2 separate regions of the Sus scrofa genome follow, and region 2 is linked to region 1. Evidence: chromatin contacts called from public Hi-C data. All regions are on one chromosome and are shown on one strand. The core of a region is the stretch at or near the end of the contact, and the rest is flanking DNA. Distances in the headings are between cores, read along the strand shown. Region 1 overlaps LOC110259481 (a long non-coding RNA gene). Region 2 has its middle 54 kb from the start of PPP2CA.

Region 1 (6,884 bases), core at 378-2,877:
TCACGGCCATGCCAGATCCTTAACCCACTGAGCAAGGCCAGGGATTGAACCTACAACCTCGTGGTTCCTAGTTGGATTCGTTAACCACTGAGCCACAACAGGAATGCCTGTATGTAAAGTAAAAAGAAGAAACGATGCAAAACAACAGGCGATTGCCTTTATGCATCACAAGGACCAAAGAAGTATGTGTATAAAGGAAACGAGGAGGTGTTGCAGGGTCTCTCCTGCCTCCCTGAGGTCAAATCGCCCAGCAGGTGCCACAGCTGGGTCTAATTCCCATCCCTACACCACTCCCCAGGTCTAGGCTCCAACCCTCCCAGGCATGTGCTGCCCCTGGCCTGTCTCCTTTGTGGCTCTTGACACCGGTTATCGCTCCCCACCCCCCCAGCTCTGCCCCACGCAGTTGCACCAGACGGGATCCTGCCTCTTTTTGCTCCTCACTCACAAGCACAGAGGAGGACCTAATAGCTGTTTGGTCAGCAACAGGGCAATGAATAATGAAGGACCCATCAGAGGGACGCCGGGGGAAGGGACCTCTGAGGTCCCCCAGTCCACTTTCCTACCAAGGCCTCTAGTGATGCAGCAGCTACTCCCAACCAAGGCAGCTCACCTGCCCACTCCTGTGCAGAGTAAGTGGCTTCCTTGGGTTCATCCCGAGCAGGGCCATGGGCTGAGGCCTTTCCTGGGTCTGGGGTCAGTTCAGCGGTAATTGAGGAGTTTGGGGGCAATGAAACCCCTCCATTTCTCCAGGCCGGAGAGATCACCCCTGCTCAGATTTGCCTCATCCAGTTCCAGCAGGTCAGCCTCACCCTAACCACCACGTTGGCAGCATCAATTAAGCATTAAAAACAAACTAATTAGTACTTCGGGGGAGCTTCATTCAGAAAATGACTGCACCGAGGAGGTGTCTCATTGAGAGCGGACTTAATTAAAAGACACTTGGTAAATTCCTGTAACAGACGAAGACAGCGCTTTCCAGAAAATGCCGTAATGGGAAGGGTTTACTACATGCATCAAATGGCTATTAAATCTTTAATATCATAATTCCTTAAGAATGCCATTGTTGGTGACAAACAGCAGTCTTTGCAACAAAGGAGCCAATTGTTCCTCCCTCTTAGTTTTGCAAACTGCAGGAAGTCATAACTTCTCTGCTGGACTCTGTTCTGCATATTTTTAATGCCCATGAGTAAATGCCAATGCAGGGTGGAATCCCCCATCAAGATAAAAAGGGAAAGAAGCACTGTTCCTGCCTGGTTGACGTGTGGTTTAGGAAGAACGCATCTTTCCCAGGTGAGGCAGCAGGGGTCAGGTGAAAATCCGCTACAGCAGGTGGGCTGTGATCTGGCAGTGGCACAGAGATGCTGGCTGCGTTGCCCAAGTTGTCCAGCAAACTGGAGGTTGGAAGGAAGAACCTGCCCATCTGTGCAGGAAGGCCTAGCCCCCTTCCTGCCCTGGAATGTGGCCTCAGGCAGGTGGCATGGAGCGCACAACCTCCACGCCACCCTCACTCAGAGGGCTTCTTCCAGCCCCACTTTGCCACGCACTGAGCTTCTTCCTACAGGATGGGCACCAGGCCTTCTCCCGGAGCACTGGGCCCTGGCCAGGCTCAGGGGAAGGGCATAGGGAGTGGTGGAGGGCTGGGCAATGGCCAGTAGAGCCATGGGAAATTGACAAAAGGCAGAACCTCCCAGGCTTGTGGGGGGGGGGCGTGATGGTGAGGGGGATGGCGAATAGAGTAGGGGCCGGCTTAGAATAAACTGAAATTCACCTCTCTACTGACTGCCTGGGGGGCGAGGCAAGGACTCTGCTTCTGTTTCCCCACCTGCCAAAGCGGTGGAAAGGTCATGAAAGCCTCGGTTTGGAGTCGTCGGCATGATCTGAGTTTGCCTCCTGCTTGGTTAAGTATTTTGCATTTGGGGTTTGGAGCCTGTTCCTTAACTTGCAACACAGGGCAGCGTGGCCCTGGGCCCACGGGTCAGAGTTCCCGAGTCAGCACATCACCCTGCCGGCGCCGGCGCTCAATATGCTGTGTTGCGTTTCCTACTCTCTGCTGCAGGCGGAGGAAAGGGAGACGGTACAGCTGGCATCACACCCAGCTGGTGCGCACCGGGCACCGGCCGACTGACTCAACAAGGCTCTGACAAAGAATCAAGCCCTCAAAAGGGAGCTGAGAGGGCACGGCAACTTGCGGGGATCTGAGCCCACACCAGAGTGCACATGGCTCTGAAACAGCCCTTGCGGTGGAAGAAGGCTGGTTCTGGGTGGCCCTGACCTGGACAAGCACCCTCGTGCTTCCCTCCCACCCCGCGCAGTGGGCACGGCAAGGGCTGCTCGTAGACTCTGACACCGGGCTCCACTTCAGAGCACAGAGCTCTATGGGACCGTGGGAATCGGGGAGCCCCCGCCGCCCCGCATCAGCTAGATGGGGGAGCCTCAGGCCCAGACAGGGTATTTCAGGTTCCCCTCCAGAGAGCCCTGGTCGAGTCGGAGCCAGGGCCCGGCCTCCTGGCTCCTGTCCCGGACTCCGACACCTCACTGGGGCAGTCCGGGCAGCTGCCAGCCCTTTTGGCACCTTGGACAAAATCGGACGAAGGTGCTCGGTCCTCCCAGCTCGCGGGGGGCGGGGGGGGGAGGCGGTGCCGGCTGGATGGCCGCCTCCCTGGCTCCTCTGAGCGAGCCCTCCTGCAGCGCACAGCCCACGCACTGCACGCGTGGGCAGCCAGAATCCTGCAGGCGTCCTGCGCGGGGGATGGAGAGACGGGCGCGGCTTCCCGGAGCGTCCAGCCGCCACCTCCCCACTTGATTCCTCCGCTGCGGGGGTGGGAGGTCTTTATCCAGCTGGGTCCCACCCCCTTCCCCGCACCGACTCCCCGCCCCCTTGCCCAAAGTCCCTTCTTCCGTGTGCTCAGGAGCGCGCTCATCCCTCATTTGATATAGTTCTCATATTCCAGGTGAAGACTTTTTTTTTTTGAATCCTGTGAGTTTTTCCAGGAGTTTTAAAAAAAGCCCTCTATTTTACTGAAGGATCGTGGATTCACAACGTGGTGTCAAGAAGTTTCTTAAGTCCGTTCTTATCAGGACAGTTGGGCCTTAACCGCCAGGTCCACCAGAGCACCTTAGACGCTTCCAAAAAGACAGGGATGACCTCGGGAGCGAGTCATTGATGTGTAGACGAAGGGGCGCTGCTTCCCCTGTAATTAGGAGAACATCGGAAGAATTTCTCAGTCTCCTTATTTGGCATTCCCTTTCATCTTCCCGCTGCCTGGAGGAGGGGGGATTCCTGAGGGGGCTTGGAAGTGTAAATGGGGGGGCCTCTCTCTAGCACATCCCCCAAAGGAGGCACTGAAGAACCAAAGCGTTGAATAATTTAAAGGAAACTGTGCAACCGCTAGAAAATACAGGTCTTAACGGCTCTGCCAAGGGAAGGTGTTTCAAATATGCAAACAGTGGATGCGAAAAGAGACGAGTAGGTGGTGGATTGAATACATTTATATTTCCATATGGATAACAAACAAAAAAACCCCAAAACGTAATTGAAGGGAAAACATGCCTCCCAAGCTTTAAAAACGCACCACTTGAACCAGTCATTCACCTTCTGGGGAGCCTTTGCTAATGAATAGAACTTCAATACGGAGTTTGGTTTTGCAGAAAGTTGTCTAGTGTAGAATTATTTATACAAAGAAGGGGAAAAGCAGAAAAATAACTAAACATGCAGTGATTGAGGAATGGCCAGGCCCATGTAAAAGAATATTTTAAATGCTCTTTCCAGGGTTCTCTGGTGGCTCAGCAGGTTAAGGATCCAGTGTTGTCACTGATGTGGCATGGGTTCAATCCCTGGCCTGGGAATTTCTGCATTAAAAAAATTGCTCTTTCTAAAAATATTCACCAAGATGGGTTAAGGATCTGGCATTGACATAAGCTGGGGTGTATGTCGCAGCTGGATCCAGTGTGGCTGTGACTGTGGTGCAGGCTGGCAGCTGCAGCTCCGATTCAACCCCTAGCCTGGGACTTCCATATGCCACGGGTGTGGCCTCAAACAAAAAGAAAAAAAAAAAAATTCACAAAGAGGCAGTGATAACCATGCATTAACAAAATAAGCTAAGGGTCAGCCAGACCTCTGGGAGAAACCTGTCTAAGCTTGGGGCCTAATCGCTCTGTAAACCTTAGTTTATACAGCTGTAAAATGGGGATAATGATAGTACCGACCTCACAGGATTGTGTCACATGAAATAATGTATGTAAAGAACTTAGCGCCAAGTAAGTCCTCAATTGTCACTGTCATAATTCTTTCTTTTTTTCTTTCTATGTCTTTTTGCCTTTTTCTAGGACTGTTCCCACGGCATATGGAGATTCCCAGGCTGGGGGTCTAATGGGAGCTGTAGCCACCAGCCTACGCCACAGCCACAGCAACGTAGGATCCGAGCCACGTCTGCGACCTACACCACAGCTCATGGCAACGCCGGATCCTTAACCCACTGAGCAAGGCCAGGAATCAAACCCGCAACCTCATGGTTCCTAGTCGGATTCGTTAACCACTGTGCCACGACGGGAACTCCACTATTATGATTTTTAGTACTTTTGCATAACATTGAAAAATGACCAATGTTCATTCATTCCTTAGTTCAGCAATTATTTATTGAGGTTCTATTTGTGCCAAGTACTGCCCTAAATACTGGCGCGATTGCAGTAAATAAGTTAATGCTAAATACTGGAGCTATCGCAGTAAATAAATTAATGCTGGAGTTTCAGTTGTGGCCCAGCAGACACGAATCCGACTAGGAACCATGGGGTTGCGGGTTCGATGCCTGGTCTCGCTCAGTGGGTGAAGGATCCGGTGTTGCCTGTGAGCTGGGATGTAGGTCGCAGATGTGGCTCGGATCTGGTGTTGCTGTGGCTGTGGTGTAGGCCGGCAGCGACAGCTCCAATTAGACCCCTAGTCTGGAAACCCCCACGTGCTGCGGGAATGGCCCTAAAAATCAAAAATAAATAAGTTAACGCTAAATGGAGCAATAACAAGTTATGCATGGGGCAGACACATAGCTATGTTAAAAATTTTTTAAAAGCCCAGGAGAAAAAAAGATGAGCGGGAAATAGGCCAAGAAGTTAGCTGTAGGGAGTTCCCGTCGTGGCGCAGTGGTTAACGAATCCGACTAGGAACCATGAGGTTGTGGGTTCGGTCCCTGCCCTTGTTCAGTGGGTTAAGGATCCGGCGTTGCCGTGAGCTGTGGTGTAGGTTGAAGACGCGGCTTGGATCCCGAGTTGCTGTGGCTCTGGCATAGGCCGGTGGCTACAGCTCCGACTGGACCCCTAGCCTGGGAACCTCCATGTGCCGCGGGAGCGGCCCAAGAAATAGCAAAAAAAAAAAAAAAAAGAAAAGAAAATAGAAAAAGAAGTTAACTGTAATTTTCGCTGGATAGTGAGGTGTGAGGCCATTGGGTGGCCAGTTTTCTTTAATGCGTATGAATTTCTTTTATGAGTAGTGACGACGTTCTGAGGGTTTTAAAAAGTCAGAGAAAAAATGATGGAGCATACTGATTAGCCTCTTATGACCCAGGAGCCTGCCATGATGTGGGTGTCCTGAAGAGCAGAGCACAGTGGTGACGTGGCCTCAGAGACCTCCGCACGTGTCCCCTGTCACTGTCAAGCCAGCCTCACCACCACACGTGGGAACACTACGGGCTCATTTGCTGATATGCTTCCAATATATCCATAGAGCAGAAAGAGGAGGACAGAATGGAAACAGAAAACCAGCAAAGGCAGCAGCTCAGGTCTCTGCGGAGGCGTGGGTTCGGTCCTGGCCCAGGAGAGTGGGTTAAAGGATCCACTGTTGCTGCAGGTTGAAGCTGTGGGTTGGTTCCTGTCCCTGGACTGGGAACTTCCATGTGCTATGGGTGCAGCCCCTGAAAAAGAAAAGAAAACAGCTAAGCCAGATGTTGCAGCTGCTGGCCGGGCTCTGCAGCCCCATAAGCTGATGAAATGCACTTGGCCGTCCCACGGGGCATGGGCCTGGGAGGCCCTGCCTTCTTCGCAGGCCCAGAGTACCCTCCTGTGGGCTTGAACGAAGACCCTGTGGCCCGGAGGTCTTCATTCAGGGCAAGAGAGCATCTTTTCTCTCTCGCACAGGACCCGTCCCCCTGCGCCGGAAGTCAGCTCAGCCCCCCCGGAAGTCTCCTTACCCCATCCCCCCAGCCTCCTCTTTGGCGAGATCTCTGAGGTCACCCCTGCCTCCAAGCTGTGGGGACGCTCACTGAACCTCTCTTGCCTTTGTGTGTGCACCCCACCCCCAGGGGACCCCAAGGACTTCTTGATCACGTGTCTGCAGGCACTCCACACCCAACTCTATTTAGCTGGCTTTCTCCCCTGCACCAGCAGGTGCCTTTTCGTGCAAAAAGCATCCCTTTGATCCCTTTCTGTGCCTTTCTATGACCCAGTGAGGTATCAAAGGCTTCCTTCCCTGAGGAGATTCCTGGAAAGGGGCCGCCCCACTGCTCTGGGGAGGGGCAGGAGAAGGGCTCCAGAGGTCAAGGGCACTGTCTCGGTTGGTTACCAGGCCTGCTGGGTCTGCAGGTGGGCCTCCAGCCTCCTGCTTCCCACCTCCCATTCCCTCTCCTGGCCCTCACTTCTAGGTTTTTCAAATGGAGTGGGGGGGGGGTAAGATCATTGCCACAGCTGTGACAGCACACTGGGACCCAGGCTCATTGCATTCGCAAACCAGGCTTCATGGTGACTCTCCTCATCACCCCCAGAAGATCCAGAACTGAGACATCAGGCCATGTGCCCAAGGTCATCCCATTTATGTATGCGTGTCTGTATGTACTTATTGTCATTTTTCTTTTTTGGCCACCTCGAGGCTTTTCCTGCACCAGAAATCAGATCTGAGCCAC
Region 2 (6,665 bases), core at 1,640-4,139, 210 kb before region 1:
GCAGCGGAAACGAATCTGACTAGGAGCCATGAGGTTGCGGGTTTGATCCCTGCTCAGTGGGTTAAGGATCCAGTGTTGCCATGAGCTGTGGTGTAGGTTGAAGACACGGCTCAGATCTGTCTTTGCTGTGGCTGTGGTGTAGGCCAGCAGCTACAGCTCCGATTGGACCCCTAGCCTGGGAATGTCCATATGTCGCAGGTGCGGCCCTAAAAAGACAAAAGACAAAAAAAAAAAAAAAAAAAGTACAAAACAATAAGAGTTCTTAAAGCTGTGATCTATTCATGCTTATTTAATATATTGTCATTTATCTTAGGATTGCTAAGAAGAGTTATAATTGATGAGTTATCAGTTGTTATTTAGGAAACCTCTCAGAGAGCAGACAAAGGTAGCACCCTTCTTTAAAATGTCATTGGCCAAAGAACAGATTTATTCACTTTAATTCTGAAACTTGAAGACCTGGAAACAATCACCAGATGGAGTTCCCATTGTGTCTCAGTGAGCTATGAACCTGACTAGTATCCATGAGGATGCAGGTTGAATCCCTGGCCTCTCTCAGTGGGTTAAGGATCCAGCATTGCCCTGAGCTGTGGTGTAGGTCACAGACATGGCTTGGTTCCTGCGTTGCTGTGGCTGTGGCATAGGCCAGCGGCTGCAGCTCCGATTCAACCCCTAGCCTGGGAACCTCCATATGCTGCAAGTGTGTAAGAGTCACCAGACAGTTGATGTATAGCCATCTGGAGAAAGAGTAGATAATAATCACTGTGAATTTATCTTATCTGGTTAGCTTCTCTTAATGATAGCTCAGTGAGTCCTGTAAACAAAGGGAAGGCAAGAAATAAAATGGTTTTGTGGTTCAAGTGATCAAGCATTTAGGCTCTGTTCTTAGACCATTTTTCTTTCTACATTTCCTTGGTGAGCTCATCCAGATACATGGCCTTAAATATCATTTATAGACTGATGACTCTCAATTCTCTCTCTCTAGCCTGGACTTGACTGCTTAATTCCAGACTCAGATTTCCAGTTGTCTATTCAACGTTCCCCTAAAACATATAATAGATATTTCAAGCTTGATACCGTAGCCAAAATTAAGATCCTGATCTCTTCCCCATTCTCTCCTCATCCTCCTTGTTTCCCTGTCGTAGTTAAGGACACCTCCATTTCTTCCAGTGTCTCAGGAGAGATACATTGGGGTCTTCTTTCTCTCTGCATCTCTAACCTGTGTCCTTTCAGCGCTACCTTCAAGGTATGTCCAGGACTTGACTACTTTTTTTTTTTTTTTTTTTGTCTTTTTGCCATTTTTCTTTGGCTGCTCCCATGGCATATGGAGGTTCCCAGGCTAGGAGTCTAATCGGAGCTGTAGCCACCAGCCTACGCCAGAGCCACAGCCACCTGGGGTCTGAGCCGCCTCTGCGACCTACACCACAGCTCACAGCAACACCGGATCCTTAACCCAATGAGCAAGGCCAGGGATCAAACCCGCAACCTTGTGGTTCCTAGTTGGATTCATTAACCACTGAGCCACCACGGAAACTCCAGGATTTGACTACTTTTTACCCCTCTACTGCTATTTATGACATTTCTTGCCTGAACTTTGTAGTCCTCCTGTAGTAGTTGATCTTCCTGCTTTCACCCTTGTTCAACTTTCAGTTTCTCTCTCTCTCTCTCTCTTTTTTTTTTTTTTTTTTGGCTGTGTCCATGGTATGTGGAAGTTCTTGGGTCAGGGATCCAACCCATGACACAGCAGTGACCTGAGCCACCAAGCCATAGTAGTGACAATGCTGGATCCTTTTTACTGCTAAGCCACCAGGGAACTCCCAACCTTCAGTTTGTTATTAACTCGCTGCCTGGATATTCTTAATAAAACGTAAAGCAGATGATGTCATTGCTCTGCTCACAACCTCCAGTGCTTCTCACTTCACGCAGAGTAAAGGTCACAGACGTTACGGTAACCTCATGGCCCTACACAGTGTGCCCCGTCCTCTCTCTGACCCTATTTGCTACTTCTCTCCCTTTTGCTCTTTTTTTTTTTTTTCCCCAGGCCCACTGGCCTTCTTCCTGTTCCTGCTTCCGAATCTTTGTTTTTGCTGTTTTCCTCTGCTGAGAAATATCTTTCTTTAGGTGACTGCATGATTCCCTCCTTTACCTGCTTCCTGTTGTTCAGGACAGCCTCCTTACTGGTTTTTACTCTTACATGAAGCTTTCTCTACCACATTACTTAAAATGACAACTTCCCCCACTTCCATTCCCCTTCCCTGTTTTACTTCTTCATATAGCACTTCTCTCTCGGAAAAGCTCTATAGTTTACGAACTTGTATTAATGGTCTCCCTTCAATAAAGTATGAACTACATGAGGGCAGAGAATTTAGTGCTTTGGTGGTTGCTATATTTCACCACCAAAGAATAGTGCCTAGCATCTACTGACACTCAGTAACATTTGCCTTGTGAAGGAAAGAGTGAATTTATTGTCTCCTATGTAGTAATCACTTGGAAAAAAACCGAAGAATATAACTTGGGATAATTTTATTGATGTGGTAGAATGTGGTCTCTGTATGGTGATCCTATTTATTGTTAAGTAGCTGCACAAGGAATGAGTTCAGTCATTCAGCGTGAAATTTAAAGGTGAAGGAGATCAGGTGAGCTTATAGTTTGTTAGCATTTTAATGGAGGGATTGAAATTTAGTTACATTTAGAGATAAAAGTGAAGGATGCTTTTTAGAAACAGCAGAGGACTCTCAGATAAGTTAGAAAAATTGTTTCTCAGAATTTAGAAAGAGACAGAGAAATTCAGATAAGGTAAGTGAAAGAGTAAAAACAAAATAATGCTCTGCTGAGTTACAGGATATGAGTCAGAATTTTAGATTATCCACCTAAAGTTACCACAGTTCTGTTTTGTTTTTTTTGTTTATTTTTGTTTTGTTGCTGTTGTCAGGAGACCAGACAAGTCCTAAATTAGTACACTTAGTACTTATCAGAAAGTGAGAAATTGTGTAAGTACTACTTCAGTGACGTGTAGATTTCTCAGTTAACTCTCTTGGCGTAGAATAAGTGAAATGATTTCTTTGCTTAATTGGATGGTATTGAGAGAAGAAATGTATAACTCAGAGAGGAACTAAAAAGAAGTTTGCCTCAGATTGACTTTCAAACTAACTTTGGGTTAAGGTGCTTGCTGTTCACAGTTAGCTTTTCATTTAATAGATAGTGGTATAGAAATTGCAGGTATCTGGCGGCTATTATTTAGTCTATATGCCCCCTCACCAAAGATGATTCTGAAGTTCTCTTTGAAGTCGGGTAGTCCCAACATCCTCCAGTCCTAACATCCTCCCTCCAGAGGGAGCTCAGGGTCCAGCATTTTTAGGACCTGGAGCCAGTGTCTGCCCTGGTCTAACAGGACAAGCCATTCAGTTCCCTGTTGGCCTGAACTGGTATATGAAGATGGGGTCCCATTATGGTAATGCTTTTTGCTCTACATCAGTGTTCTTTACTTCCTGAAACAAGAAGTGTGATAAAATACATGCTGCGACTTGGGTTTCCGCAGATGAATGGCTCCACAGTCTTAGGACATTTCAGACCAAGCCCTAGATTGTTTATATACCTTTCAGCAGCAACTCTTGGACATCTCTGAGTAATTTCTTTGTAGTGACTAGTTATTACATTGAACAGTATTATTACATGGTTTAAAGCATCTGATGCCTCATGAAAAACCTGAAACACAAAATTTATTATGGAATAATCTGCCATCAATAGTCTTCTTTGGATTGCTGTTTGATAGATTTGAGTTTGGAAAATTGGTTTCATCAATTACTATCCTTAAAACAGAATACATAGTTGTATTAGAATATTTGTGGAAACTATGCCTATAAACTCCTGGGGCTTTTTTATTTTTAAAAATATTTGTTGAGGGAGTTCCCATCATGGCTCAGTGGAAACGAATCTGACTAGTATCCTTGAGGATGCAGATTGGATCCCTGGCCTCGCTTAGTGGATTTAGGATCTGGTGTTGCCTTGAGCTGTGGTGTAGGTCACAGACTCGGCTCCGATCTGGCGTTGCTATGGCTGTGGTGTAGGCTGGCAACTACAGCTCCGATTAGACCTCTAGCCTGGGAACCTCCATATGCTGTGGGTGTGGCCCTAAAAAGATAAAAAAAATTTTTTTTTTTTTTGTTGAATGAACATTTAGTTTTTATTAAAAGCTATATAATGTAATAGAGTCAGGTTATTATCAGATGGCTGAAATTAGAATCATGGCTTTTATCACTTCTTCGCTGTGGAGTATGTGTGTGGTACTTATTTGCCTCAGTTTTCCCATTTGGAAGTGGAGATAAGAATACCTTATCTCTTAGAGATATTGTGAGGACTTTTTTTTTTTTTTCTGTCTTTTGTCTTTTTAGGGCTGCACCCACGGCATATGGAGGTTCCCAGGCAAGGGGTTGAATCGGAGCTGTAGCCGCCAGCCTGCACCACAGGAACAGCAACACCAGATCCGAGCCATGTCTGCGGCTTACACCACAGCTCACGGCAACACCAGATCCTTAACCCACTGAGCGAGGCCAGGGATCAAACCCACAACCTCATGGTTTGTGAGAACTTACTGAGATAAGGTTTAATACACATAGGGCATAGTGAGTTCGTGCTGATGAAATTCATCTCCTTCAAAGATGCAGAATTATGGTCTTTGATCTTAGTTCTTTTGTCCAAGTTGTCTGATTTGATCCTGACTTCATTTCCTAGGTCTACAGTGCCCTTTACTCTTATTATACACTGCCTGTGGAATTCGGAGAACATCTGTGCTTTGGTCTCCTTTTGTTCAGATATGAAGTCGGCATGGACAACAAATACATTTCATGTCTGCTCTGTGCTTATAAAATGTTACATACATTAAATTAAGAATAAATGTGACACTTAGAATTTTTTAAAAAAGATCTCTATAACATATCTCTTTTTAAAGTTAGGAAGAAAATCAACCTCTGCAGACTCCGTAGCATTTTTTAGAGTTGGCCATGTCAAAGGATGGCACAACAAGATACCAGATACAAGATATGAGAATTGTAGTTCTTTTCCGTCCTGGGGAAAACAAGTCCAGACCAGCATCTCCCAACTTTCATCTTTTGAGGCTCCTTTGGATTTTCTCAGAGTCTTTGTGCATTAGTGGGGCAGGTAAGGTGATATTACAAACATAGCTGTTGATAGGGTGCTGAGAGGATGAGTTACTGGTTAACACAGGGAGATACAACTTTTATGGAGCCTGAAGATTTTAAATTTGAGGACCCTTTTTGGGGAAAAAGACTACAAAATTGCAGTTTCAAAATTGCTAGGGCTGTACTCATGGCCTTGGAAGGAGCCTGTGCAGGGGGGGGAACTACACTGGGAACTACTACTGATGGGATTGGTTCTCTGTGGCTACCAAAACTCATGTGGAGAAGTGAGTTATGGCAGAGACAGTGGCAGCTGAATTGGCAATTAACCAGGCCAAGTTTTGAAATCTATTGAGTAGATATTCATGTGATGATGGGGAGTCCTGGCTCTGATCCTTTGGCCAAGCGGAAGGGGTTACAACTGGTAGCTCAGTGAGTTTCTCTGTGTGGCACTTACTTCCTTTCGTTTGGAAGAAGGAACATTGAATATAGACACAGTGATAGGAAGCACCCTGATGCATTTAACACCTTGGGGAATAAAGTTATCTATGAAATATTGAGGCTGGCTTTGTTCTCACCACCATAATAAAACTTTGCCTTTCACGGACACCAGTTATCTCCTAATTGTCACATTCAGTGGGATTTTTTATGTTCTCATTTTACTGATTTTTCAGTCTCATTTGACACCATGAATCATCTTTTCCTTCTGGAAACACTCTCATCTTTTTTGTTGTGTCATTGTTTTCTTCTCACCTCCAAGCACTTTTTTGCTCTACTGATAATTTTATCTTCCCACCTGTTTCTCTGTCAGCATTTCTCAAGTTTAGTTCTTAAGCCTGTCACTCTTCCTGGCCTCCTCGAGGGGAATGTGTTGCTCTTATAGCTTGACCATCACCCCTGAGGGTATTTGAGATATTACAAGATCTGTGATTCTGATACTGATATTTATATGGAGCCCTATGTTTGATAGTATTTCTGCTTTATCATTTTGCTCTTTCTTCAAACTTACCATATTAAAATAGATTAATTTCTCCCTAAACCATCTTTCCCTTCGCTCCTTGATTTTCTTGCTTCTAAAAGTGGTACCATGGTTTACCCCGGCTTAAAACTTGGCACCAACTTGATTGCTTTTTTTTCAAAATATCTGATAGCCATCCAGGCATCAGGTCTACTTGATTCATTCTAGCACATTTTTTTTTCTTTTTATGCTGCACTGTGGCATGTGGAAGTTCCTGAGCTAGGGGTTGCATTGGAGCTGCAGCTGAGGCATATACCACAGCCATGGCAACACTGGATCCAAGCCACAAATCTGCACCCTATGCCACAGCTTGCAGCAATACCAGATCCATTCTCACAGAAACAACGTTGGGTCCTGAATCTGCAGAGGCACAGTGGGAACTCCTTTCTGGCACCTTTTGATCTTCCTGCATTGTATTAATTTTTTGTACTTAATATATGTAGGTTCTCATATGATTGCAACTTTTCCCATGCAAGGTGATCTATTTTCCCTCTAGACGACCATTTTTAATTGCT

The links. Hi-C and Micro-C count contacts between places; a contact is called where the count stands out from the background.
Region 2: a Hi-C map of omental adipose tissue shows a contact between it and region 1, with 2.0 times the contacts expected there. The contact joins two enhancer-like sites. A contact is called at or near these places in 9 of 47 Hi-C or Micro-C datasets (alveolar macrophages, embryonic fibroblasts, fetal skeletal muscle and 6 more).

What each region holds. Positions count from the first base shown.
Region 1 is chr2:136,364,739-136,371,622 of Sscrofa11.1, reverse strand. The region is part of intron 3 of LOC110259481 (a long non-coding RNA gene); the gene reads left to right. Among named protein-coding and RNA genes, the nearest start is that of VDAC1, 48 kb to the right of the region's middle. Within about 2 kb of position 1,627, at least 9 of the 83 cell types and tissues checked have an H3K27ac peak or open chromatin away from gene starts, as enhancers often do. A contact at or near this core is called in omental adipose tissue, where this site is marked.
Region 2 is chr2:136,573,120-136,579,784 of Sscrofa11.1, reverse strand. No RefSeq gene overlaps it. Among named protein-coding and RNA genes, the nearest start is that of PPP2CA, 54 kb to the right of the region's middle. Within about 2 kb of position 2,889, at least 3 of the 83 cell types and tissues checked have an H3K27ac peak or open chromatin away from gene starts, as enhancers often do. A contact at or near this core is called in omental adipose tissue, where this site is marked.